2 separate regions of the Arachis hypogaea genome follow, and region 2 is linked to region 1. A link is a contact called in public Hi-C data. All regions are on one chromosome and are shown on one strand. The core of a region is the stretch at or near the end of the contact, and the rest is flanking DNA. Distances in the headings are between cores, read along the strand shown. Region 1 holds the start of LOC112759081 (basic endochitinase). Region 2 holds the start of LOC112756842 (BTB/POZ domain-containing protein POB1-like).

The links. A called contact is a pair of places that touch in the nucleus more often than the background predicts.
Region 2: a Hi-C map of an unstated tissue shows a contact between it and region 1, with 3 times the contacts expected there. The contact joins the promoter of LOC112756842 here to the promoter of LOC112759081 in region 1. A contact is called at or near these places in 3 of 8 Hi-C or Micro-C datasets (leaf and an unstated tissue).

What each region holds. Positions count from the first base shown.
Region 1 is chr16:21,491,290-21,497,170 of arahy.Tifrunner.gnm2.J5K5, reverse strand. It overlaps LOC112759081 (basic endochitinase), which reads left to right and starts at 3,385. Exons shown (of 2, transcript XM_025807911.3): 1 at 3,385-3,938; 2 at 4,142-4,915. The coding sequence starts at 3,410. The coding sequence ends at 4,530. It overlaps LOC112758396 (a long non-coding RNA gene), which reads left to right. Exons shown (of 4, transcript XR_011874015.1): 4 at 1-52.
Region 2 is chr16:21,644,852-21,650,732 of arahy.Tifrunner.gnm2.J5K5, reverse strand. It overlaps LOC112756842 (BTB/POZ domain-containing protein POB1-like), which reads left to right and starts at 2,555. Exons shown (of 6, transcript XM_025805455.2): 1 at 2,555-2,768; 2 at 2,975-3,091; 3 at 3,358-3,473; 4 at 3,566-3,629; 5 at 3,749-4,028; 6 at 4,111-5,434. The coding sequence starts at 2,555. The coding sequence ends at 4,948. It overlaps LOC112758404 (GDSL esterase/lipase At4g01130), which reads left to right. Exons shown (of 5, transcript XM_025807076.3): 5 at 1-327. The coding sequence ends at 62.

The DNA.
Region 1 (5,881 bases), core at 2,136-4,635:
AGACTGATGGTTCAGACCAAAAATCCAATTTACGTTGATTATAGGCCCTCAAGTGTGGAAAACACAGGCAGTCGAATACTTTAAAATTCAACTAATCTAGTTTCTTGTTCAACAATTTCTCCATCGAGGACATGTTTAGAACTGGAGTAGGTAAAATCTTGATCGACTAAGCCGCTGTGAGAAAAGCCTCTCCCCAATATTTTAGAGACACACTAGCATTCGCCATTAGGGTCAGTCCCATCTCTAAGATATGGCGGTGCTTTCTTTTCGAAGCACCATTTTGTTGGTAGACATGAGGACACGCAAAGCAATGCACAATGCCTTATTCTTGCAGGCTTTGAGAGAGACTAACATACCCCTTAGCATTATCACTTTGAAACGTACGAATTTTAGAATTCAATTGCAATTCAACCATATTTTAAAAACTTTAAAAAAAACTAATTTTGGCTGTGATCTAGATGAGATTAAGTAAAAATTCAGGAGAATAAGCATAAAGAAAGTGAACATAGTATCTAGTACCATTTATTTTAGGAATAGGGGAGGGTCCCCAAATATCAAGAGGGCAAGTATACATAGTAGAAAAATTAAAAAAAAAAAGGTAAATTGTAGGACTTGCCAATGCAACAAGCCTTGCAAACAGACTTGGGAATTGAAAATTTGACATTGCTAAGTTACAGTATTTTGAATAAAATATAAGAGGACGGAAGATCAAGCCTACTGTGCCAAAGTTTAAAGGAATTGGGAGAGGAATTTGTGACTAACAGTGCTGTTGGTGCAAGTGATGATGCTAAGCTAGGATTATGGAACTCGTAGAGTCCATTGTCCACAGATCTAAGGAGTAACACCTTCTTAGTCTCCTGATATTTGACACAGCAAAAATCATTATGCAATTCAAGGAACACATTATTGTCTCTAGCAAACTTATTGATATTAATTAAATTCTTGACGACGTTGAAGACATATAATAATAAGTTGGCAAGTTTAAACAATTTAGAGCTTAAATCATATTTAAATAAAGAGTTTTTAACATGAGTTATTTGTAAACATGTACCATCTTCAATTATGACCTAATCAGGTGACTGTCTTTTGCATCAAATTGTATGGGTATAGAGTCATGTGATGAGTTTCTCTCGAGTCAGGGTACCAGCTTGGGTCAGCTACTGTTGAAGTGCTGCAATTTGATTGTTGATTGCTAGATTTGTCCTTGGTAGTCCTGATCTCTGACTTGGTGAATTGGTGAAGCTTCTTGCATCATAATTCTTAGTATCATAGTTTCAAGACTCATATCCCGTTGAGTCTGATCCTTCATCATACCTATACCAGCATTATATATCGCAAAATGCCCATACTTGTTACATAATTTACAGACAATTCTTGTTGTTGAAAATCTTCCACCTTCTCTAAATCCACTAGTTCTGCCTCCTCTACCGCAAAAACCAAATCTTTCTCCTCCTCTAAAATTGGATTGATTTAGGAATTGGTGGTGTTGCCTTTGCCCTTGACTATCAGAGTGTGCAACATTCACTTGAATGAATAAATTCGGCTTCTTGAATCTCTTCAACATACACTCATGTGATATTAACAACACTTCCAGTTCTCCAATTAAAAAAGGTTCTACTCTAGACACCACAAAGATAATCAAGGCAGTAAATTCTTCCGACAAGCCATTCAAGATTGCCATAACATGACCAGTTTTAGATATATCATCTCCAACAGAAATCAATGCATATACGATTTCTTTTATTTCTAAGAGTTAATCACTAATTGAGCCAATTTTCTTTATAGTTCCTAATCTGTTCTTGAGTTGCATAATTTTTGCCATAACCTGTGCGGCGAAGAACGTGTTCAATCTTGACCAAATTTGATGTGCAAACTCACATCCTACCATCTTCATTGTGAAATTCTTGTTCATTGACGCTAACAGCCAAGCTTTCATATGTCCTAACAACTCATAAGAGTTAAGTACGATTTTGGTCCCTAAGTTATAGGCCGAAAATGTTTTTCGTCCCCAACTTTTTTTGCATACAAAATCGTCCCTAAAGTTTAAAACCAAATTTAAAATAGCTCTTTTTACTTAAATCTTAAAATTTTGGACCAAATTATCCATAACAAAAAAATTATAAAATAAAAAAAAAGAGAAAAAAAGTGTTTCTACTCCTATAAAGGGGGAAGGGAAGAAGAAGGAGGTGGAAGAAAAGAAGAAAAAGCTGTCCACGATTCACCTTTGTCTCTGCTTCCGTCGCCATCTCTATACGATTTTAAAATCAAGTTAAACCGTAAGGAAGATTTTGTATGCAAAAAAGGGTTGAAGACGAAAAAAAATTTCAGTCTATATCTTAAAGATCAAAATCGTACTTAACCCCAACTCATAACCTTCTAGCGTAACCTCAATTTAATCTTTTCATGGTAGGAAATTGAGCGCATCCAACTTCAATGCTATTGGCGTTGTAAAATCATGAAACGCTAATTGTGATTGTGATTGTGCTTGAGCTCCGATCTGATCATTTGGTCGTGAACTTACTTTGGAAGCCATGGCTGAACGGCTCCGATACCATTGATGAGAGTCACGGATTGTGAGATAAAAATGCGTACATTAATTATTATGGACTGATGCCTTGAAATAAACAAAATTGTGGTTAAAATGAATAATAATGAATAATGAGAAGAGATAAGTTAATCCTAACTCATCACTTCCTCTCCTCTTCCTAATTAACAAACTTGGTTATTAATCTTTTCCCTTAATTAATATGTGTAACTGATGCATCAACTAACTTGTTATAATAACATAACTTTGAGTGGATTTATTCATATTCACGGACGTTGTCTGATGTGGGGTGCATGGCTGCTCCTGTTCCAAGCCATATGCACCGGAATATATAGTCAATTAGGTCTTCACCAAACACAACATTATATGTATTAGCCTCCCTGGTTCCTTCTGGGTTCACGACTTAGAATAGAAGACATTTTTTTGTCTTTTTTATTTATTTAAGAATCTACGAACCAAATTTTTGAAAATATATATTCAATAATGGTTCAAAAAATGTCTTATATTATATAGTGATGTATAAGTTTAATTTTACTATCACCCGCGAGCTATGGACTGTTGCCGTATCATTATTAATATCTTATTGGTACACATATCATCATTAATCAGTAATCAGTATTACATTTTCAAGAGGTGTTTTTTCACATGTTGATGTAGCTAGTTAGATGTTAGTAGTACATCTATCTATATAAACCATATATAAGTACATTTATCATCTTTAATAATAATGCAACTCGTATTAACTTTGTCTTTAGTCACGTCCTGGCATCTGCCGACACATAATAATTGAGCTAAGCTAGAGAATGAAGTAATCTATAAATAAATTAGTTAAGCATCGTGTTGGACATCAACTATTGCCACATAATGGGAAGTAATGAAGCACCTAACATTTCAAAATCAAATATATTGGTGTTGATTTCCCTAGTAGCTTTGGTCTCCGTTACAAATGCCGGAGACATAGTAGTTTATTGGGGCCAAGACGGTAGAGAAGGTTCACTAAGTGCCACATGCAACTCTGGACTGTACAAAACTGTCAACATAGCATTCCTTTCTGCATTTGGAGGTGGCACTCAACCGCAGCTAAACCTAGCAAACCATTGCAACCCCGCATCAAATGGCTGCCTGAGTTTGAACAAAGACATTAAGAACTGCCAGGCAAGAGGCATCCAGGTCTTGCTCTCCATAGGAGGCGGCGCCCCTGGCTACTCCTTGTCCTCCTCCAAGGACGCTACAAACTTAGCAAACTACATCTGGAATAACTTTCTGGGTGGAAAATCGAACTCTAGACCTTTTGGTAATGTTGTGCTGGATGGTGTCGATTTTGACATAGAACTTGGTGGTGGTGCATCCTTCTATATCGTGCTGGCTAAAACACTCTCCAATCTCAGCAAAGGTATATCATATATGACTGGACTTCAAATTCTTTATTTGATTATTTTATTCCACCAACTATAGTCATCATATGAGTTAACTATACCTTCTCAATATATATGTATATGTAAATATAGAGAAACTGATTTAATAATACTTATAAAATTTTTGTTATTCAACCAATAGATATATAAGATAATTACATTCTATCGTGCACAATCATAGGTGGACAGAAAGTTTACCTAAGCGCTGCACCACAGTGTCCCTTCCCGGATAAGCAGCTGAATGGGGCATTGTCAACGGGGCTATTTGACTATGTTTGGATACAGTTTTACAACAATGGTCCTTGTGAGTTTGATGCCAATAATCCCAGAAAGTTCCAGAGGTCGTGGAACCAGTGGACCTCATCCATAAGGGCAGGGAAGTTGTATGTTGGGTTTCCCGCGTCACCATCGCAGTCGGCGGCGGGCAGTGGCTATGTGCCACCACAGGTGCTCATGAATCGAGTCTTGCCTTTTGTTAAGAAATCAAGCATTTATGGAGGAGTGATGCTATGGGACAGGTTCAATGATCTTCAAACAGGGTATAGCAGGAATATCAAGCCCAGTGTTTAATGTGTTCGTCTCAAATTCCCTTCAATCGATCTAATCTTGTATTTTCTGTCTTACGAGTGGGGTGTTATTGTTATAATAGTTTGAATTACATGGTATAAGTCATGAAGCAAATAAACGTGTGTGTTTCAACTCCTATATATTTTCAAGAGTTACAGTTGTACACCAAATTCAGCCACAAAAATCAATCAATAGTATATAATATATGTTTAAATATAAATACACATTAAAAAAAATTAAATTACATATATATTTATACACAAATATATTAATGATTGATTTTAGTGACTAATTTTAATAGAAAAATGCTAGGGGCCAGCAATTTATGTGATTTGTAGTTATCAAATAGCCATCAATGATGATTTTAATGGTGTGAGATTTTATTCAATGACTCATTTTTCTTTGCTAGTTACATGCTAGCCAAAATTTAACAAAGTTACTGACCTCTAAACTTTTTTATTTTAATATATAAATAATATTTTTATATTTTCAATTGATTCTGATTGAGTAGTGATATAAGTTCAAAGGAAAGATAGAGAATAAGTAAGTGTTTACTCAATTTAAAAAAAAACATATTAGTTATTTAATATTTTCTAAATTTAAGTATTAAATGATCTTATAACAATTTGGACGATATATATCTTCGTTTCTATCATAGAATATTATATCATGACTCAATCTAAATACTATATTATATTTTGTTGATTGACCTTAATAAATAGTAACTATATTATAGGTCTTTTTAAGTGTTAATCAGAGTTATAATGAACGTCCTATATGACAGAATTTAGTAATAAAAATAATATCAGTTCAACTAGATATTTTTTAAAAATAATTTTTTATTCAATTTTTTATTATAATATTTAAAAAAATTAAAATAAATACATCTAAATAGATTTAGTATCTTTTTTAAATTAAATACACATCTAAAATATACAAACTAAATAAACTGAATTTAAAAAACTTAACTTAATTATTTATTTTAATAATTTAAAAAATTTTAATGTTCAAATAAGTAATGAAAAAAATTTAAATAATAATAAAAAAATAAAAAATATTAAATATGTTTTTATCGAATAAGATATAAAAAATTAATTTTATTTTTAACATTTAAATTTAAATTTTAGTTTATGATTTTGGATGTATTTCAAAAATATTTTGTATATAACTTAATAATTTTAGATGTGTTATAATTGAAAAAAAATAATTTTCATCCAATTTAATAACTTTAAAAACGTTAATGTTCAAATGAGTAATGAAAGAAATCCAACTAATAATAAAAAAATAAGAAATATTAGATGCATTTTTATCGAATAAGATATAAAAAAATTAATTTTGTTTTTAACGTTTAAAT
Region 2 (5,881 bases), core at 1,306-3,805, 150 kb before region 1:
TCCAAAAGCTTACTGTGGCAATTCCAAAGCAACAGCATGTGATGATCCTTACAACTACGTAAGCTGGGATGGAATCCATGCAACAGAAGCTGCAAACAAGCTTGTTACCTATGCCATTCTCAATGGTTCCTATTCTGATCCCAAGTTCCCTCTTCAGGAACATTGTGATCTTCAACCTATAGGTTGATCCACTTTCCGAATTAAAGGCTAAACTAGCTAGGAATAATATTTCTGATCTATGAGGTTAACTAAAGCCAAAGTTTGCTGTTATATTAGCACAAAGCCACAAACTAACGTTAATAAAGAAATCGATTTGTATCCCGTTCATCTTTAGTTTCGATGCGCCACAGTTTTTGCAATGAAGCCACTAAAACTTAAGAGAAAGTGACAAAATGTCATGAATTCAGGCCGTATTATTCCTTAAGCATAATATTATTTGATATAAATTAAAGATGAAAAAAAACAAAAACAAAAGAGTATAGAAAAGCTACGTGCTTATGGACTACTGGGTACTGACAACAATCTTGTGTTGGGCAAGTCAGCAATCCCCTCAGCCACCAACTTATGCTTGCTTAATTTAATTAGTCCCTGTAAAGATTCCCAAAAGAAAAAAAAAGAAATAATTTCCATTACACATTAAAATGTTTTTATAGTTTCAGGAAATAGTTAAAAAAGCATATATTAAAATTAAAATTAGAAAAAAATAGAACTAATTAATTAATTGTCGTTTTCACTTTTTTTAGTACATTGAAAATTAATATATCCAAAAATAAAATATATTCAAATATATAAATTTACATTACAATAAATTAACACTTATTATATATATATATATATATATATATATATATATATATATATATATATATTACAAATTAACAAATAATTCAGTTATTTATATAAATTATATATTAAAATATAAAATATATATTAAAAATAAATTAAATAATATATATATTGATACATAAGTATATAATAATTAATTTTTAGTATCTACATATAGCATTTTTTATAAACAAATAATAAATTGAATAGCTAGCCATTTTATTGGATATATGAACTATGAAGCATAATCATTTATCCATTCCCTCTTTGCATGAATGTTCATCATAGAAAACTTAAATTTATGAAGAATACTATACGATTATTAGAATTTATTATTTTGAGAAAATGACAAATAGGTCCTGACCTTTCGTCTCGCGGACATTTTCGTTCCTAACCATTAAAAAATACTTTTAAGTTCCTGACATTCACAAAACTTGGACGGATCAGTCCCTCCGTCCAACTGTCTCCGTCAGGGACTGACCCGTCCAAGTTTTGTGAAGATAAGAGACTTAAAAATATTTTTCAATAGTCAGAGACAAAAATATCTACGGGACAAAAGGTCAGGAACCTATTTGTCCTTTTCTCTATTATTTTTAGCTATTATTTTTAGTTATTAATTCAATTTCTTTAGTTTAGTAATCTAATATATAGCATATTTTAACCCACACTTTTAAACATTGATATTTAATTAATGGCTAAAAACAATAAATTTTAATAGCTATCTAGTATTCCTCTAAATTTATTATGTTATCCGAATTTGGATCCATAAAAACAAATATTAAAATATTTCATAAATATTATATTTTTCTTTCTAATTTTTTTTAACTACTCACTCGAATGAAATGAAATAAATGAATCCAATTTTTTGATACACACTATAGTATTTGTTTAGGAAAGAAACTCAATTGAATCTCAGAATTTAGCCATAAATTGTATATCTTGTAACTTTTAAATGTGTTTAAAAAGAAAATGACAAGAAATATGATCTTATCATTATGCTCTGGCTCACATGATAATGAATCGCAAATTATTTTAAAGATTAATATGAGTTATATTTCTAAAATTTAGAAATTAAATAGAGCTCATTAAAATTTTAGAAACCAAATTAAAATTTACGTATAAATTCAGATACTAACTTAAATATTATCTCAAAAAAAAAAAAAAAAACACACACTAATGATAACTAGTAACGTACCAAACAAAAAATTAAGTGCGGACCATCCTCGTTAAAACCTCTATGATTTTTTCTCAATTTCCTTTTATCAGTTATGAAAAACCTTCACAGCTCACATCTACCCTCCTTGCATTGTCTTTAGACCATATAATAAACTAAATAACAAACCTAAAAACAGAAAGAAAAAGAGACAGTGGACAAAGTTGAATAACAAAGAATGGGTTAGGGTTGGATTGAAGTTTTAAGTTCGAACCAAACCAAGACACCAGCTAAACTAACAGATATTGTAACTAGTAATTAAACAATAAAAAAGAGAACGAATATATTCTTTACATATTTATTAATCATTCAAAATCTGCTTCTCTAATAATTAATAATAAAAAAGGAGAAAGAATTTTCTCTTTCTGAGTTATTATTCTTATGTCCCAGTCATAAAGGGATTGTGTACAATAATTTAGGGTCTCTTGTTCTCCTTCAATCCATAGTTGCAGAGTAAGGAGGAGGATTTGTATTTGTTACGTTGGATCTGTTTAATTTGAGTCCGTGACAATAAGAATGGTGTTCAATCACTCTCGTTCTACTTCTTCGTGTAGCGACGTTGATTTTAGCTTTGCTTTTAATGATAGTAAATTCTCCGATAGAATTCTACGTATTGAGATCGTGGAAAACCTAGTTGATGATGAGCATTGTCTTGATTCCGATGGTGATGATTATTGGAACCGCCATTACAAGAGGCAAGGTGACGATATCCACCACCATAATTACCATGGTCTTTTTCTCTTTCCCACTCACCAATTATACATTTTATTTGAAGGGTTATAATACTTTGATCTTGTTTCCTTTTTCTGGTGATGATTAAACATCTTCTCTCTTTGTTTAACTGATTACCATCTTCTTTTCGAGGGTTATAATATTTTTGTTACATCTAGTTTCATATTTTCATATAATATCCAAAATTTACTCTCTTGTTTGCAGTCGAAGATCTTTACGATGAACGAATTTTGAATACAAATCAAGCCGATATAGATAATTGTGTCCTTTACGAAAATCAAGAGAAAGAGACAACTTCAACAAATGAAGAACGTCTTTCAGGTATTTAAATATATAGCTAAAAATCTTAAATTCAAGTTCTTAGTTAAATGCTTTTGTTAAAAGAAACAAAAAACATCAAATAAAAGCCCATTGTTTTTCATTACTGGGATCAGCTATAATCAATGAAATTCTTGAAATTATTATTAAGGAAATGCATGGATATATAAAACAAGAACATTATTATTCTTTCACTTGGAAGTAAATACATCCTTTGTTGTTAGTGTTTACACTTTATTTGAGTGGGGTTCCATCTATTGTCGATATAGGTGATGAATCTTCAAATAACCATGATTGGAGTTGTGATTGCTCCATAGATGTGAGAGTTAGAACATTATATATTAGTTCTCCTATCTTGGCTGCTAAAAGTCCTTTCTTCTATAAGGTAGCGACATTTATTCTTTAATTTATTCGTTAGATCTGAATATTCTTCCCAATATATTCACTAAATTATTAGTGTTATTGTTTATTTTGTAGCTTTTCTCAAATGGGATGAAGGAGTCAGAACAGACATATGTTACACTAAGAATTAATGCCAGTGGTATAGACATATACATATACAAACAGCTTCTCTTTTTCTTCTTTTATTTTTTTCATATTAATTATTTGATTAATATTAAAGCTAATTATATGTTCTTGTCTCTGCAAAAAATATTACAGAGGAAGCAGCAGTGGTGGACCTTCTAAACTTTATGTACACTAATACGTTAAGCGCTTCTTCAGCAACTGCACTGTTGGATGTGTTAATGGCTGCAGACAAATTTGAAGTTGCTTCATGCATGAGATACTGTAGTCAATTATTACGGAACATGCCAATGACATCTGAGTCTGCGTTGCTTTACCTTGAGCTCCCTTTTACTCTCTTAATGGCCGATGCAGTTCAACCATTGACTCGTGCAGCAAGGCAGTATCTTGCTTCAAGATATAAAGATATATTAACGTAATAATTTTAAGATTTCTTTTCTCATTCAATTTGAAGGCGCGTGTCTCTGTCTAACAGTTTAAACTTTTGGGACAAACAGGTTCCAAGAAGAGGTCATGAGCTTGCCCCTAGTCGGAATAGAGGCAATTCTATCAAGTGATGATCTACAAATAGCATCAGAGGATGCCCTATACGACGTCGTTTTGAAGTGGGCTAGAAGCCAGTATCCAGATCCAGAAGAGAGGAAACACGTGCTTAGCACGCGCCTTGCACGCTTAATCCGTTTCCCTTACATGTCATGCAGAAAGCTAAAGAAGATCTTATGCTGCAACGAAATGGAGCGAGAAATTGCGACGAAGCTTGTATTCGAAGCACTGTTCTTCAAGGCGGAGGCTCCACATCGGCAACGGATTCTAGTGGAGGCAGCGTCAGCTAGTAAGGGAAGTAGTAACATGTTCGTGGAGCGGGCATATAAATACCGTCCGTTGAGGGTGTTGGAATTCGAGGCTCCAAGGCAGCAATGCGTGGTTTACTTGGATCTGAAGCGAGAGGAGTGTGCGAATTTGTTCCCATCCGGTAGGGTTTATTCTCAGGCTTTCCATCTGGCTGGACAAGGGTTTTTCCTCTCAGCGCATTGCAACATGGACCAGCAAAGCTCGTTCCATTGCTTTGGATTGTTCCTTGGAATGCAAGAAAAAGGGTCAATAAGCTCCGTTGACTATGAATTTGCGGTGAGGTGTAGGCCTACGGATGAGTTTGTAAGCAAGTATAAAGGGAATTATACATTCACTGGGGGAAAGGCAGTTGGCTATAGGAACTTGTTTGCCATTCCATGGACTTCTTTCATGGCTGACGATTGTCTATATTTCATTAATGACGTGCTCCATCTTAGAGCTGAGCTCACTATTAGCCAAAACCATTCACTCCACTCTACTTAATTTCTCTATGTAAAATTGTAAATTACTCCTTATTCTACTGTTAATATCTATTTAACATATAAAAAGAAAAATTAATAATGTACATAAGAATTATTATTCTCAAGCACCTAATATTTCTCTATTGTGTCCCATTATATTTTTTTCCAATGTGGCATAATAATATATATAGTTTTCTTTCTTTATATTATGAATTAGATTTTTTTTTTCCAATTCTATGACATCTTTTTTTTAATGATTTTATACTTTTAATGTTAACGTTATTATTTTTAGGTTAAATATATTCTGTTAATTATTATATTTTCACTAAATTTATAATTGAATTTTTACACTTAAAAAATTTTAATTGGATCATTACACTAATTTTAAATTTATAATCACATATTGTTATTTTAAAAATGTTTAATTTAACAAAATATGCTGTGGTATATTTGCTAGTAGTGCCGTGTGAGATAAATAAAAGTATTTGTATAATATTGATTGTTAAAAAAATTTAATCACAAATTTAAAATTAATACAAAAATTCAATTAAAAACTTTTAAAATATAAAAATTTAATAATAAATTTAGAGAGATTAGAGAGACTAACAAAATAATTTAACTTTATCTTTAATTAGGGACAGATTTATTAGTAACAGTAATTTATTAGGTATATGAAAAATATATTTATTACAAAAAAAATTAGTAATAGTAATTTATTAGGTATATAAAATTATTATATATTATATAATTTTATTTTTTGTTTGAAAATATATTTAGTATTTAGCCTATTGACTACTATAAATAAAAGTCCAATCCAAATATTAATGATCTTTAATATCTAAAAAGTAAATAATAATATCAAAAGCCAATAAATTATAACTCAAATAGCATAGTCTTCCTATATTTATCTAAGAGGTTGCGGATTCGAGTCTCCTAATAATAATAATAATAATAA